Linked DNA regions of Mus musculus: region 2 is linked to region 1. A link is a contact called in public HiChIP or PLAC-seq data. All regions are on one chromosome and are shown on one strand. The core of a region is the stretch at or near the end of the contact, and the rest is flanking DNA. Distances in the headings are between cores, read along the strand shown.

Evidence for each region. HiChIP or PLAC-seq counts read pairs in DNA pulled down with a chosen protein or histone mark.
Region 2: a contact with region 1 is called in an H3K27ac HiChIP or PLAC-seq map of the HPC-7 cell line, with 9 times the contacts expected there. The contact joins the enhancer-like site here to the promoter of Ipcef1 in region 1. A contact is called at or near these places in 1 of 39 promoter capture datasets (neutrophils), 15 of 484 Hi-C or Micro-C datasets (the HPC-5 cell line, LSK cells, bone marrow and 11 more), 4 of 115 datasets of contacts at active chromatin or transcription factors (CD8 T cells, the HPC-7 cell line, bone marrow-derived macrophages and 1 more) and 2 of 9 other capture datasets (adipose tissue and liver).

Annotation. Positions count from the first base shown.
Region 1 is chr10:6,976,124-6,983,120 of GRCm38.p6, forward strand. It overlaps Ipcef1 (interaction protein for cytohesin exchange factors 1), which reads right to left and starts at 4,342. Exons shown (of 9, transcript NM_001170800.1): 1 at 4,124-4,342; 2 at 3,391-3,560. The coding sequence starts at 3,549. It also overlaps a transcript of Oprm1 not described here.
Region 2 is chr10:7,060,136-7,067,132 of GRCm38.p6, forward strand. No RefSeq gene overlaps it. Among named protein-coding and RNA genes, the nearest start is that of Ipcef1, 83 kb to the left of the region's middle. Within about 2 kb of position 3,001, at least 66 of the 459 cell types and tissues checked have an H3K27ac peak or open chromatin away from gene starts, as enhancers often do. A contact at or near this core is called in the HPC-7 cell line, adipose tissue, bone marrow and 7 more, where this site is marked.

The DNA of each region.
Region 1 (6,997 bases), core at 3,092-5,591:
TAGAACCAGAACACATCAGTAGAAATCAAAGGTTCCATAGCTAGCCTTGGGTTAGGATATGGAGTTTGGAGAAGGAAGAAAAAGGTACCCATTAAGATGATACCCAAAAGTGGGTTTGAACTTTATACTAAGGGCTTGGGAAAAGTGAGAGTATAGAGTTTAATTCCAGGTTTTTCACTAGCTGAGATTTTTTGTGGCTATTAAACTTATTCACTGTGCCATAAGAAGTGGCATGCAGTTACATGTGCTCTGACGCATTCCAAGCCAACAAAATGCTATGTGAGAAATGAGTAATGGCCTTTTCTAAAAAAGTCTGGGTAGTGGTGTTGGGAGAAGCAATGTGAGCAGAAAGAGGTAAGACCCTCACTGATTGCTGGGTACCAACAACAGAAAGGCAGGGTGGGGAGGGTGACAAAGTCCCTGGGAAATAATGACAGCAACAGGGATGAGCAAAGGGATCTGACCGGGTAGTTTGTACACTCACAGCAGAACTGCCACTTGTGCAGGTGATCTCTTGGTCCCCCTTCGGAAATGAGATCATATGATATCACTTATCCTGGTCCCCAGAAAAATTTAGTGTGGCATATCATAATCAGGGACCAAAGGGGCCAAGACAGGAAGCAGGTTTTATTCACTCCTTTCATGTATGACTTCAGCAGTTTATACTAGGTCTTAATCTTTTAAAGTATGCCTCTGAGGTCTGAGACTTTCTGTCTATATCCCTGTCTGTCTCTATCTCCCTCTGTCTCTCTGTCCCTGTCTCTCTGTCTATGCCTCTTATTATCTATTTATGTCTATCTCTATCTCTTATCTCTCTCTGTCTATCTCTGTCTCTATCTAATCTTTCTCTGTGTCTTTGTCTCTGTCTATGTCTCTGCCTAACTCTATCCCTATATCTGTCTATCTCTGTTTTTGTCTCTCTCTGTTTTTAATCTCTGTCTGTTTCTTCTCTACCTATCTCTATCTATCTCTGTCTGTCTGTCTGTCTGTCTGTCTGTCTCCATCTCTGTCTCCCTCCAGAGATTGTGCCCTGGACCTCATGCATGCTAGGCAAGCACTCTACCACCGATGTATATCCTCAGACTTTTATATTTCTTTTTCATTTTGAGACAGTGATTTACTAAATTGACAAGACTATCTTTGAACTCACTCTGTAGACCAGGCAGGCCTTTGTACTTGCAATCCTGCTGCCTCAGCCTCCTGAGTAGCTAAGACTATAATCCTGTGCCAACATACCCAGCTAAAGATTGTTTTGAAGAATAGATAAGAGCCTGCATTTAAAATACCTAGAACATCCATCCCTTGGCATATGGGAGATGTTCCCTGGGATAGATCATCATACTATATACAAAGTCACAAAGAATAGAGTCACAAAGTCCTCTAAGAAGAATAAGGAACAGACTGCTAATTAAATCTTAATTGAGGTCTACCCATAACAAATACACAATTGAGATGTCAGGAATGACTGCAGCAAAGAGAGAAAGCAAAACAACATGAGAAGTCCTCCACAGAAAACTCTTTCTTCTGTACACCATTTATAATCCTCTATCTCCCTGGGCAATTAACAGCAAGCTGATTCTCAGGCTAATGCTACTAATTTAATGACACTAAAGTACATGACCAGTATCCCAAAGCTTACTTTCTGCATCTAATGAAAACACACAGGGATGGGGAACCCACAGGCATCTAAGACTCCATCTTCTTCCCCCTCCCTAGTCTAAGCCAACATGGCTGCTCCATACAGAAGAGTGAGATTCCTGATGTCTAAGATTAGGGATGTCTGAAACCTAAAAGTAACCTGCTCTACTCTCCTAAGAGAAACAGAAGCTGAAGAAGCCAAATGAGCCAAGTGGTAATTGTGTGGGTCCAGAGAGGACGTTTTCACATTCTACTAAGACAGGGATGGTGCCATCTGGCGGAAAGATGGGAGAGATATGCTAAATGGCCTGTTTATCTCTGAGCCCTGTTATGTCCCATAGATGCAGCAGTTCCAATACCCAACTATCCCACAGACTCAAGAAATCCCCCAGTGCTATGTATAGGGTAACTGAGATCAGCTTGTCTTAAGGAGCATCTAGGTGACAGTCACTCCATGATAACTACCCAAAATGCCATAGCTTAGAATAATAGGAAATAGAAGCTGGAGAGATGACTCAGTAGATAAAAATGCTTGTGGCCAAGGTAGACCACTTGAGTTAAATCCCAGGGACCTATGCTATAGAAACAATTCCTTATTGTAAGTTGTCCTGTGACTTCCACACATGAGTGATGACACACATATACCCAAACACACACACACACACACACACACACACACACACACATACAATCAATCAATAATAAATAAATAAATAAATAAATAAATAATTCAAAAATTAAAAATAAAATAATAGAAAACATAAAATATTTATGTTAACCTTAATTTCACTTAAGAAGGAAGTTGTATTTGTTTGGAAATCTACCCAGTCCTGGGTTGGCTTCATTTAGCACTGGTCCCTTAAATGGTTTAACAGAGCGTCTCTATGGGTATTTCTTCTACAACAAAGGGACCCCAGTTCTCTCAAGATCTGCAATGGATTCCCATTCACCAGAGTCAGTGACAGATCCACCAGCAAAGCTCTTCCACAACACTAACATTCCTCTCAGAATGTCTCTAGAGGCAAAGGACAATACAATAACTTCATTTCCAGCTCTTTTTCTACAGCCAAACCATGAAGCTCACCCCAGTAGCGTGTGCCCATCAAAGGATAAATTCAGCAACTATCTCAGTGAATGTTGCCCTCTACAATGCTTGGACACCAATGTCACCATGGAACAATGTCACCAGTCCCTCCACAAGGCTGGCATACAGGTTAGCCATCCCAAACCAACCCATCTCAGGAGAAGAGAAGGTAGTGGATAAAGGATGGAGATCACTCCCTGAACTGATGGATTAATATCCTCAATAGAGGGCAAAGCTGAGTCCCTTTTTAATAGACCTTAGCAATGCAACCTCCCCCACCACCACCACACACACACACACACACACACACACACACACACACACACACACACACACACACACAAATGATATCCAGACAGATCCTGAAACTATTAGGATCTCACAAAATAATAAAATCAGGGGAACCCGAGGGCTCTTTCCTTAAGCAAGGATATATTTAGGGCCCCTTTTCTTCCTCTCCAATCAGAATAATGAAGCCAGATGGCTTCTCCCGAACAGCACAGCTCATTAACCTACATGGTTCCTGGGGCAGAAATGAGTCCCCTAACAAATCTGCTAGCTTGCTCTGTTCCAACTCGCAGAGAATCCCTTCCGCATGGGCATCCTCCGGCCAGCACTCTGGAAGCCACGCTTTGGTAAAGGGGCTAGGGCAGGAGGAGGTCACTCACCATTTGATTGCTATACCAATACAGCGATGAGCCCTTCAGCACCACCCAGAACTTTTTCCATTTGTTGCTTAGAAAAGTTCCCTTTTCCTTTTTCTTGTACAGCCAACCCTGGCAGTCAGCGTGGCCCAGATCTTTACAGGATATCCTTCTCCGACTCATGTTGAAAAACCCTGCAAGAGTTGCATGGACAGGTGAGTGTGACCCGGACTCAGGTGACAAAATAAAAGGCAAGGTTTAGCTTTTTGCACGGCGAGGATTAGACGTTTTCATTCATGCAAAGTGAATATTTTTTTAAAAATCATGTATCTGTTCTATTTTTAAACCTCCATTCCGTGCCTAGAAAACCCGGGCAAAGACACTTATATGCAAGTATGGGTCTAAGAACCTGAGTTAAAGAGAGTAAGTTGAAAACGTTAGACTCAGGGGCTGGAAGCCACATTGTGGTAGACACGCCGGTTCTTCCCACAATAACAGAGGCAGTTATGCAATAGGAACGGAAGGGTTAAAGCCCACCTAGGAACACGGTGACTTCCCGGACTCAGTGCCAGCTTCTCAAAAAAAAAAAAAAAAAAAATTAATCTGGCACCCATCTCCTGATATTAAGATTCAGACAGTCAAGAATCTGATCCCCCCACCCCAACCCACCCCAAGGAGGCATCCAGGAGAGAGAGAGAGAAAAAAAATCACACTAACGGACAAGAAAGGAATAAAGGAACAAAAGGAATCGAATTACCTTGAGTTTTCTTCCTGGGCTTCTGACGCAAGGGAACCTGCTGGAAATGCAGGAAGGAAAGAAAAGAGAAAATTTCTGATTGTGTTGTAACATTTGTAAAGAGAGAGGGAGGGAGGGGGTGGCAGTGTTTATGAGCGGGGTGGATTCTAAAAAAGAAAAAAAGCCTCTCCAAGCAGAGCTCAAGGGAAGCTACCAGCTGAGGCACAAAATGTGCTAATTAGAATCGATATACATTGAGCCGAACCTGGGAAAAAGAGTAACAGGCATGTATGCACCGCTTCCTGTTTCCTCCCACAAGCAGCTCTTGCTACTGCTTAGGTTAGCATGGCACAGGCTTTGTTGAAGTTTGAAAACATCATGAAATACATTTCAAGAAACAATTATCTTTTCTTTCTCCCCTTAGTTTCTAAATCATATCAACTATTTTAAGTAAAACTGGAGAATAATTGTTTCCATCTCAAGCTATTAAATGCTCACATCACACTAACTTCGTGGTCTTGCTAATATGCAGGAAAAATTATTTATCTCTTCTTGGACTCTTCAGAGACTCTAAAGCCCCTCGATTGAGAATTTCTTATTTGCAGCCTAATATACATATCTCATTCTATCTTTATCTCTGAATATTTCTCACATGTCTTATAGAAGATAAATATTCAAATATTCAAATCAGACATGAGGATTTATACAAAATACACACATTTCTCACAGCACATTTTCATCAAGTCATATGAAATCAGATTCCAAAAAACACTGGGAATCCCAAAGGAAAAAATATGCTTGCAAATGCCTCTCCTGCTGTGTCTGTCTGTCTGTCTGTGTACATGTATGTATACAAACATTAGACAGAATTTTAGCTTTAGAAAACTTCATTTTTCTTCCACGGCATCTATGCTAAAATCCTTCAGGTTTAAATAGATTTCATTTATGTTAACAAGCAGAGATTTTTTTTTAATTTTTAAGCATTCAATTAAAATGTTCTAAAAGTTGGTAGGTAACTTCATGAAATGTATGGTTCTCTGGCTGCATCTGGCTAGAAGTCCACATATCTAACTACTGATGGATGGCAGCTGTGGCTCTGCCATATGTTTACAAGGGAATAGAACCTATACTGAAAATAGGAATTTTTTTAAAGCAACAGGCCAAGATTTAACAAGGAAAATTCACTCAATATTACCCAAGGAAAAGTCACTCTAAGCCCATAAATATGTATGTATGTATGTAAGTATGTATGCATGTGTGTATATATGTATGTAAGTTTGTATGTGTGTATATGTATGTAAGTACGTATGTGTGTATGTATGTATGCATGTATGTAAGTGTGTATGTATGTATGTAAGTTTGTATGTATGTAAGTATGTATGTATGCATGTATTTAAGTGTGTATGTATTTATGTAAGTTTGTATGTGTGTGTATGTATGTATGTATGTAAGTATGTATGTGTGTATGTATGTATGCATGTATGTAAGTGTGTATTATGTATGTAAGCATGTATGTATGTATGTATGTGTGTATGTATGTATGATTTCTAATCCCATAAGTCTCAAGCATATCTGCCAAGATTTATTTGTGAAAATATTCTGATAACTAAAAATCCTGTTCCTGTAAATAACCACATATCAATGCATCATGGAGTGTACAAAGATAAGCAAACACTTAATAAGCAAAACCCATCATCTTAGAGTAAGGATGACTCCCATTTCCCTCAGCAGGGAGGTTGGAGTTGAGGTTAAATTGTTTTTCTTCATGGATACAAGACCAGGGAAACCCTGAGTTGGCTTTGTTTTGTTTTGTTTTAGAAACATCCTTTCTTCCCTTGGATCATTGATTGATCTCTTTGAGGGCAATTTTTAAACAGATTCAACATGTGTCAGTCATGGCCTGCTAATCAAGTCTAAACACACTGTCCTGTTAAGGAGCTCCATCTATCTTTCCTTCCCCGAATATTTCCCACACTACCAACTTCTTGGTCTACGATTCTCTACTATTCCTTAGTCTCTGGGCTAATTTTTTATTTTTTATTTATTTTTTTTTTATTTTTACACCACTATCCTGAGATCAAGAAACCCAATTAGTACCTACTGGTCACACAATATTGTCCAAATTGAGTGCTGGGGCTGATGACACAGGTAATAAATGAACTTCCTTGTAGGTAAGACTTGGGGACTCTGGGATCCTAAAAGGCAAGCAAAGTAACTAAGAACCAGGGTTGTGGGAAAAAGCAGAGATGGCCAAGTTGATTCCTAGAAGGCTGGAAGCCCAGGTAAACAAGATGAAACTACATTGTTTCAAACAGCAACAGCAGCTTTTAAAAAGAACCCCCAAGTAGGACACAATGCCTGGGGAACAGCTTTGAAGTCTGGAAGGAAAGAACAGAAGAGGTTTTGTATTCTTTGGCTCCTGGTGCATGGAACAGGGACCTGAGTCTCCATTGTGTGATGGCTCCCAGGGACACTGCTGGCTCTTCAGCTCCACCATCAAGCCTAAGGTGGTTTCCAGAGAAATCCAAGTCAAAACTGTGCGTCTTCATGTCTCCTATTATCAGTCCCAGGTCTACAGCTAGATTCTTGCACTGAGTCTGGGTTGAGAGTTGGACATCCACATCAGGTCAACAGTCCCCTGAGCAGTGTTCCATCACTTCCAGCAAGCTCCTTGCCATCCAACCCTGCCCTGACAGCCCTTCCTCACGGCAAAGCTGCTAACTGAAATAACAAACTAGTGAGGGTTTCAGTTTCACTTGATAGATGTGACTATGAAACCCCCAACTGTTCTACAAGAAGTAATGAAAACAACCTTTGAGAGCTTTACAGAGTCTTAAGACACATTTTCCTCCTCACAACAGGAAGTGGAACCCATGAACTAGTCAGTTTCAAGAC
Region 2 (6,997 bases), core at 1,751-4,250, 83 kb after region 1:
ACGCTATAGGCTCACACTCCCTTGCCTGACTTTTACATGGGTTCTAGGGGTCTGAGTTCATGTCTCCATGCTTGTACAAAAGGGACATTATCCACTGAGCCATCTCCCCAGGCAGACAAGATCTTATTAGCAAAAATGTATTGCCTCTTCCAAAATAAGCTTTTATCTTCTCCTCAGTTATCCTGAGATGATGAACATTTGCCAATATTCCCTATAACAAATGAATCATTATTTATGTTTGAAACTAAACATAACCTAGAGCTATAAACCACTGAGCTAACTAACTATTGAACTTGCTAGAAAGCCATTCACTGCAGTCATTCCGAGAAAATAACTGATTTTCATATGAGTCTAGGAATAAATCAACCAAGACAGCCCCGGGTGGAGTCTGGCTTGGTGGCTCTCCTTTGAGAGAACACACGATTCTGTGCCAGCCCCAATGCATGAGGGGATCCCCCACAAAAGCTAAACACCATAACTCAGAGTCCTTTCTGAGACTGCACTGACCCGTGAACACAGCATTCCTGAATGCTGTTCGTGTTTTATCATTAGCAAAAGACTCAAAAAAAGAACTAAGATCTTGTTCCTTTATTTTCATGTGTCACCTATTTTAATTTTAGGTTACTATGGCAAGTATGTTTCACTAATAAAAAGTCTTGAAAATAAAATATATGAAAACAGAATAACCAGCAGCTATAAGCCCATTCTTCATATAGTTCAGCATATTCTGCCTCAACCTTTCTTCTCAGTAGTATTTTTATGTAATTAAAAAAGTCCTGCTCCTGTTTTGTTGACAGCATCATATCATAAGAATATTCCAAAAATGTCATTTTACTGGTGGTATTCCTTCATTTGGACAAACAAGTGACTTTTAGGTATAATGTTTGTGTTTAATAAACATCTGTCTTGGTCTACTCCCCCTACCAAAGAAATAAATTCTATGCTTATAAGCTACATGGTCATAGAGGCTGAGACATTCAAAGTCAAGACACAAGCCATCAGGCTCTGTATATGATGAGGGCTGAGTCTCTATAGATAGGGTCATGTGTCCTTGAATGGGGGAAAGGAACAACGGTTTGTCCCTCAACTCTAGATCCCACCTTTGTCACAAGAGGTCCCATATGGGGACTGAGTATCGATAAAGGCTTCACAAACATACATTCAGACCACAGCAATGACTCTTTAAAAGACACAACCCCATCTTAGGAAACTTAGAAAACAGGAGAAAGCATAAAGGAGGGAAGGTGGCTAACTTTCTAGGTATGGGTATGGTGGCTTGAAAACTGAAGAAAATACCCAACGGCCTGCTGTTTGGAGAAGCCCATGGCACGGATAGGCACTCTGTCATCCCTTTCCTGATTCTAACACAACTAAAAAACATCAGCAGTCCATGGTTCATAGAGATGGTGGTAGACACAAATTATGAGCAGATATCCCTTCCTCCAAACTATGTCTCCGTGGCTGTATCATGACATCATCGCCTTCATCACTGTCACTTCCAACAACTTGCCCACAGTTTCCACTGATACCACCACTACCACCACTATCATATCTACCACCACCACTATTACCAGCGACCTCCTCTGTCACTGATACCCTAAGATCTCTATATCACTCCATTACGTCTACTGTCTACCTTCCATCACTTCTACTACAAAAATCTCTGTCACTTCTCCCTTTTCCACCTGCTCTGTTACTCTGCTATCATCTCCTCCATCTCTACTACCATCCGTTACCTTCCACTCATCCCCACCATCCCTAGTATCACTGCTATTACCTGTACGTGTGTAGTCTATGTAATAATTGTCTAGGTGTAATCCTTGGTGTCTAGGATGTCACATCATCCATCCAGAAACCCTCTCTACTATCACCTGTAGTAAAAATTTGGGTTTCTTTTAAAATGCAGCTATACTACATGAATATATTTTTGTTTTAATCCCAGGTGTGGGATACAGGGCTGCTTCAGAGCATCCACATCTGCTGACTATGATTGCCTTGTGCTCTAGGAAGGACATGATTTTTGCCAACTACAGACAGTTTGTGTTTGGAATTCTGGAGATTCTTGAGAGTGTATAAATTTGATAGCCTGAGAGGGTTTATGGCAGCTGCTGCCCCCACTGCTTCTGGCTCCTGTTCCTGCTCCATTTGCTCTTGTTGGATTACTGGTTTTCTGTTTTGTTAGATTGCTGGATGGAGATTGGATTTGGCCCAAGGAACCTGACAGCCCTAGTCAGCAGGAAGTAGTCTAAAGAGGTCTAGGTTCCCTTTCCCCTCTAACCTTCTTTGTCTCCTACCTAGTGTTGGGTTGAAAGGAAGTTGGATGGAATAAAGGTTGGAAGGGTGGTAGACAATAGACACCAATAATGTACCCCAAGAAGTACACTGACAATCATCATCATTTTCACTCCACCTCTCCACCATCTCCTTCCCCTCTTCTGTCACCTCCACTGTCTGCAGTGTTCCTTCCCCTCTGCCATTTCCACCACCATAATATCACTCCCACTTTTCTGACATTTTTATATTCATTTCTCTATACATTCTTTCTTCTCCTCACACTCTCAGATCCTCCACTGCTTCAACCTAACCCTCTCTAAATGTTGCTTTCTCAGTTGCCTGGGTAACAGAAACAATGAATACTTGTCTTAGTCAGGGTTTGTATTCCTGCACAACACATCATGACCAAGAAGCAATTTGGGGAGGAAATGGTTTATTCAGCTTACACAAAACCAAGTAGTACAACACCTTTGCATGACCTTTATGAACAACTTTAATAATCATTTATTCATCCAATAAATATCACTAAGGGCATATGTTGTGGAAGTCACTCTTCTTAACCCTAAAAGTATAGCCATCCCCCAGTTTGCAAACCTTACTTTTCAGAATCGTCTTCACACATAAACGCCCATTATTTAAATGTCATACCCACTAACAACTTGTCAGCCTGTGCTTCAGCTGCTAGTTCACACTGCCCAGCCTCCAAGCCGGACAGAAAGCAGAAGTGATCTGCTCAAGAAGGCTACACAAGTCAAAAGGAAAGTCTCAAGCAATAGCCATGAAGTAATTTCTTATCTCTTGTTGCCACAGCAAGTTACCGCAGGAAAGAACTTCCTATTTCCATGTTCTAGCAATATGCATTGGCTCAATGCAATTTGCTTGAAATGGTCACACATGGCCTTCTCGAGAAAACGCACCTGACATATAAGTATAGTAGATAAAAGCAATAAAGGGTAGATTAAACAATATGCACACCGGATGTTACCTCCCCACTTGTATGATATGAGCCAAAAAGAAAAACCATTCTGCCCCTACTTCCCATGTAGCACAAGTCAGCGCATAGGAGCCAGGTTCTATCTATTACTGTACCATGCCCAGCACTGCACTGGGAATATGTGGGCCCCTGAAGTCTAATAAAGTCTACTAACGCAGTCAAAGATGCCTTATAAATCTGCCTCTTATAATGTAATTCTAATGTTTTTACATAAAGGAAATCTTAGCACTTCGCTTGCCTTCCGTGAAAGCCCCTACATCAACAACACCCAGCCCTTGCTGTCAAACCAGAGATGTTCTGTCTAGCCGGTGACCTCCAGCTGCCTGCACACAAAAGGGGAATTCTCCACAAAGAACACACCTTCTCTATTGTGGGGGAGAGGGAAGGATTCCCCCTCAGGATTTCTCCCCCAAATGAAACCTTCAGGACTCAAACACTGAAGTAAGCACTTCTAAATCAAACCACGGGCTGCAGCCCAAAGCAGCTCTCAATGCAGCCCTCAGGTAACAAGACGAGAACACACAGCAGATGTTCAACTCTCAACTTCACAGCTCTGGTGGAATCACAGGCCTGCGGCATGGTGCCTCAGAGCCTTCTGCTTCAGAAAAGCTGAGCCAACTTCACATCCCAAGAGCCCTATTACAGACCTGGCTGTTCTAAAGACACAGAGTACCTTCATATCACCCAGCAATTGCTTCGACATCAAAGTGTGGCTTTACTTACATGCAATAGAAAGAGAGCCCATCCAAGAGCTGTTTCTGGATCCCTGACCTCACAAAGCCCATGCTAATCTAAGGCCAAGTCTGAAGATGCCACTCCAAGCATCCGCGGATCTGGAGGCTCAGCCCACACAAGACTACTATTAGAGGCTAACTAGAGAAGAAAGCGATTTCAAAAGAAGGGGAAGTGTCATCTCTACTTCCTCAATTCTGTTCATCTTCTTTCTTGCTCTTCTTGAGCCCTCCAGGACATAGCATTTCAAAGCAGTCATGGCCCATCTGTCTGACTTCGTTTATCACAGAAGACTCCCCAGTGTGTTCCTTCCCAGTACACGTGGATGAAGCCCTCCCTGGCTTACCTTTCCTGGTTGAGAAGTGATTCATGGGCACGAGCGTGTCAGTATGGGCAAAGCTTCTCTTGCCGTGTTGGCTAAGGGCTGGAGAATGGCTCAGCAGTTAAGCTCTTCCAGAGGATAGACACACAATCACCTGTAACTCCAGCTTCAGGTGGATCTGACCCCAGGCTAGGTTCAGACATCGGATCTGATCATCTTTAGATTCAAAGCTTTCTATATCTCTATGTCCTCTCTCCCAACAATTTGATGTACTAAAGAGGAAAATACAGGTGAACTTGCTAAAAGTTCTTTCTAAGCATCGAGTTTTGGGCTGGGGAAACAGCTCTGTCACTGAAGTATCCATCATGCAAGCATGAGGACTGGAGTTTGTGTCTTCAACAGCCATGTAGAAAGCCAAGCACAGCAACACCCAAGCAGTGCGGAGAAGCGTGGAGACAAGTAGACTCCTGGATAAACAATCTAACTATTGATAAGTACCAGGTCCAATAAGAAACTATGTCTCAAAAACAATAATAAAGTGGATAATGATAGAGAAAGACACCCGTTGTTACCCTCTGGTTTCCATACCACCCTCATAATGATTTCTCTGTACCACTGTGATAGGGACAAAGCCTGTAGCCTATGAACATTTTGAATAATATCCACAAACCATATCCATATCCAAGCTAGCACGTATCCTTCACGGCTTAATAGATCACTTGTAAAACTCAACAGCTTCTTCCAACAAATATCAAGTAAATTGTGGTATCTGTGATGAGGAATCTAAGTCCAGTTTCTCCAGGTTCTCTAGCTAAAGATGTTTAACCAGGCTTCAATTGGGATGTCAGGAGGAGCAGCTATCTCAAGGCTTCACGGTAAAAGTGACTTCTAACAAGATGGCTCATGGGATTGTTGGCAGAGTTCAGTTTCTCATGATCTATGGGATTGGGGGCCCTCAACTCAATAACTATTGCCTTCAAACCAACCTCAGTTCCTCCTCACACAGCCCTCTCCTTTAGACAGCCTGTAACATGGCAACTGGTGACATCAGAGTGACCAGTGAAGAAGTCACCTCTGCAATCCAATACCAGAAGCCACATTTCTAATACTGTATGGATTACAAATGAGCTACTTGGTCCAACTGGCCTCACTGGAAAGCTGGAGATTACAAAAGGGAAACTCCAGAAGGGAATAATTAAGGGGTCTATCACAGAAGGCTTCCTGCCATAATACAGAAAACCTTCATCCAAAGTCAAGCTGTATATATCGAGCTAAGAAAGAATCATACAGTAGGGAGATCGTAAACACACCCGCAGTGTAGAAAGAAAGTTTGAGCTTTCCACAGGCACCATGAAGCAAGCACTACAAGCCAATACTGCCAACTCATAGACCTGAAAACTTGACAGTCCTCGCCAATTCATCTCTAAGAAACAAGCCAGCATGCAGGCTGGAAGGTGGCTACAAGGCCTTGAAAATTCAGTAAATAGAATCATCCCCCGCCTAATCACGACAAGTCAGGGTCAAGCAGTCACCTTGACATGTGTCCTTCATCAGGGTCCAGCGAGTGTCTGTCTCCCAGAGTTCCTCCTTACAGAGCTCAATGAATGAGCTCCGTCTTTTAGAGAACAGGAAAAGGCTCGCTGCCTGTGGTTCCGATCAAGCCCACACATCGCAAAATCACACCACGCCATCTTCCTTTGAACCAGGACAGATAGAAGCTCTGTTCCAAAGCTCTGCTTTTCTGACCTACAGAAACCTGGTGGCCAAAAAGGAAAGATCATTTTAGATTGGAAGTGAGCAATTCAAACGAATTTCCATCGGGATTCCAGGGTGTCCTGGCAACAGCTGAGAGTCTAGACAGAAGTTGGTGTTTATTACTTAGTGACAAATGGTGTAGGCAGCACTTTCCAAAGGAAACTCAAAATCTTTTAATTCTTCCTTTTTCCAGAAGTTTTTAAACATACAGCTCAAACATAACCTAGAAGCCAATATGCTCCATACCTCATGATCAAAATGTCTATAAAAGTTGTGTCAAAAATGATGTTTTGAAAGAACAGAGTGGGGGGAAAAGGAACACATTTTTAATGAAGCCATTGGTAAAAATCCTGAAGAGCTAATGGTCTTCAATGGTCTTCAAGGAAAATCTACCTTGGTAGGTTGGTTTTACAAGATAGTCACATGGCTTGAATATGTCAGCTGAATCCATCTGTGGGAACCTAATGTCACTGTGATGATATTTGGAAGTAGTCTTGTGAAAAAAGATTAGACCATGAGTGTGGTGGTTTGAGTAGGCTTTGCCCATGGGAAGTGGCACTATTAGGAGGTGTAGCCTTATTGGAGGAAGTGAGTCTGTGTGTGGGGTCGGCTTTGAGGCTCCTAGGCTCAAGCTTCATCCAATACGGAAGGGAGAGTCTTCTGGCAGCCTTTGGATCAAGATGTAGACCCTTCAGCTCCTTCTCCAGCACCATGTCTGCCTGCATGCTGTGAACCGCCATGATGATAATGGATTGAACCTCTAACACTGGAAGCCAGCCCCAATGAAATGTCCTTTATAAAAGTTGCTGTGGTCATGTTTTAAGATTTGCCTTGGTCGTGGTGTCTCTCCACAGCAATAGAACACTAATTAAGACACCGAACATTTTGACCAGAAGCAAATCTCTTAGTTTTGCAGTAAG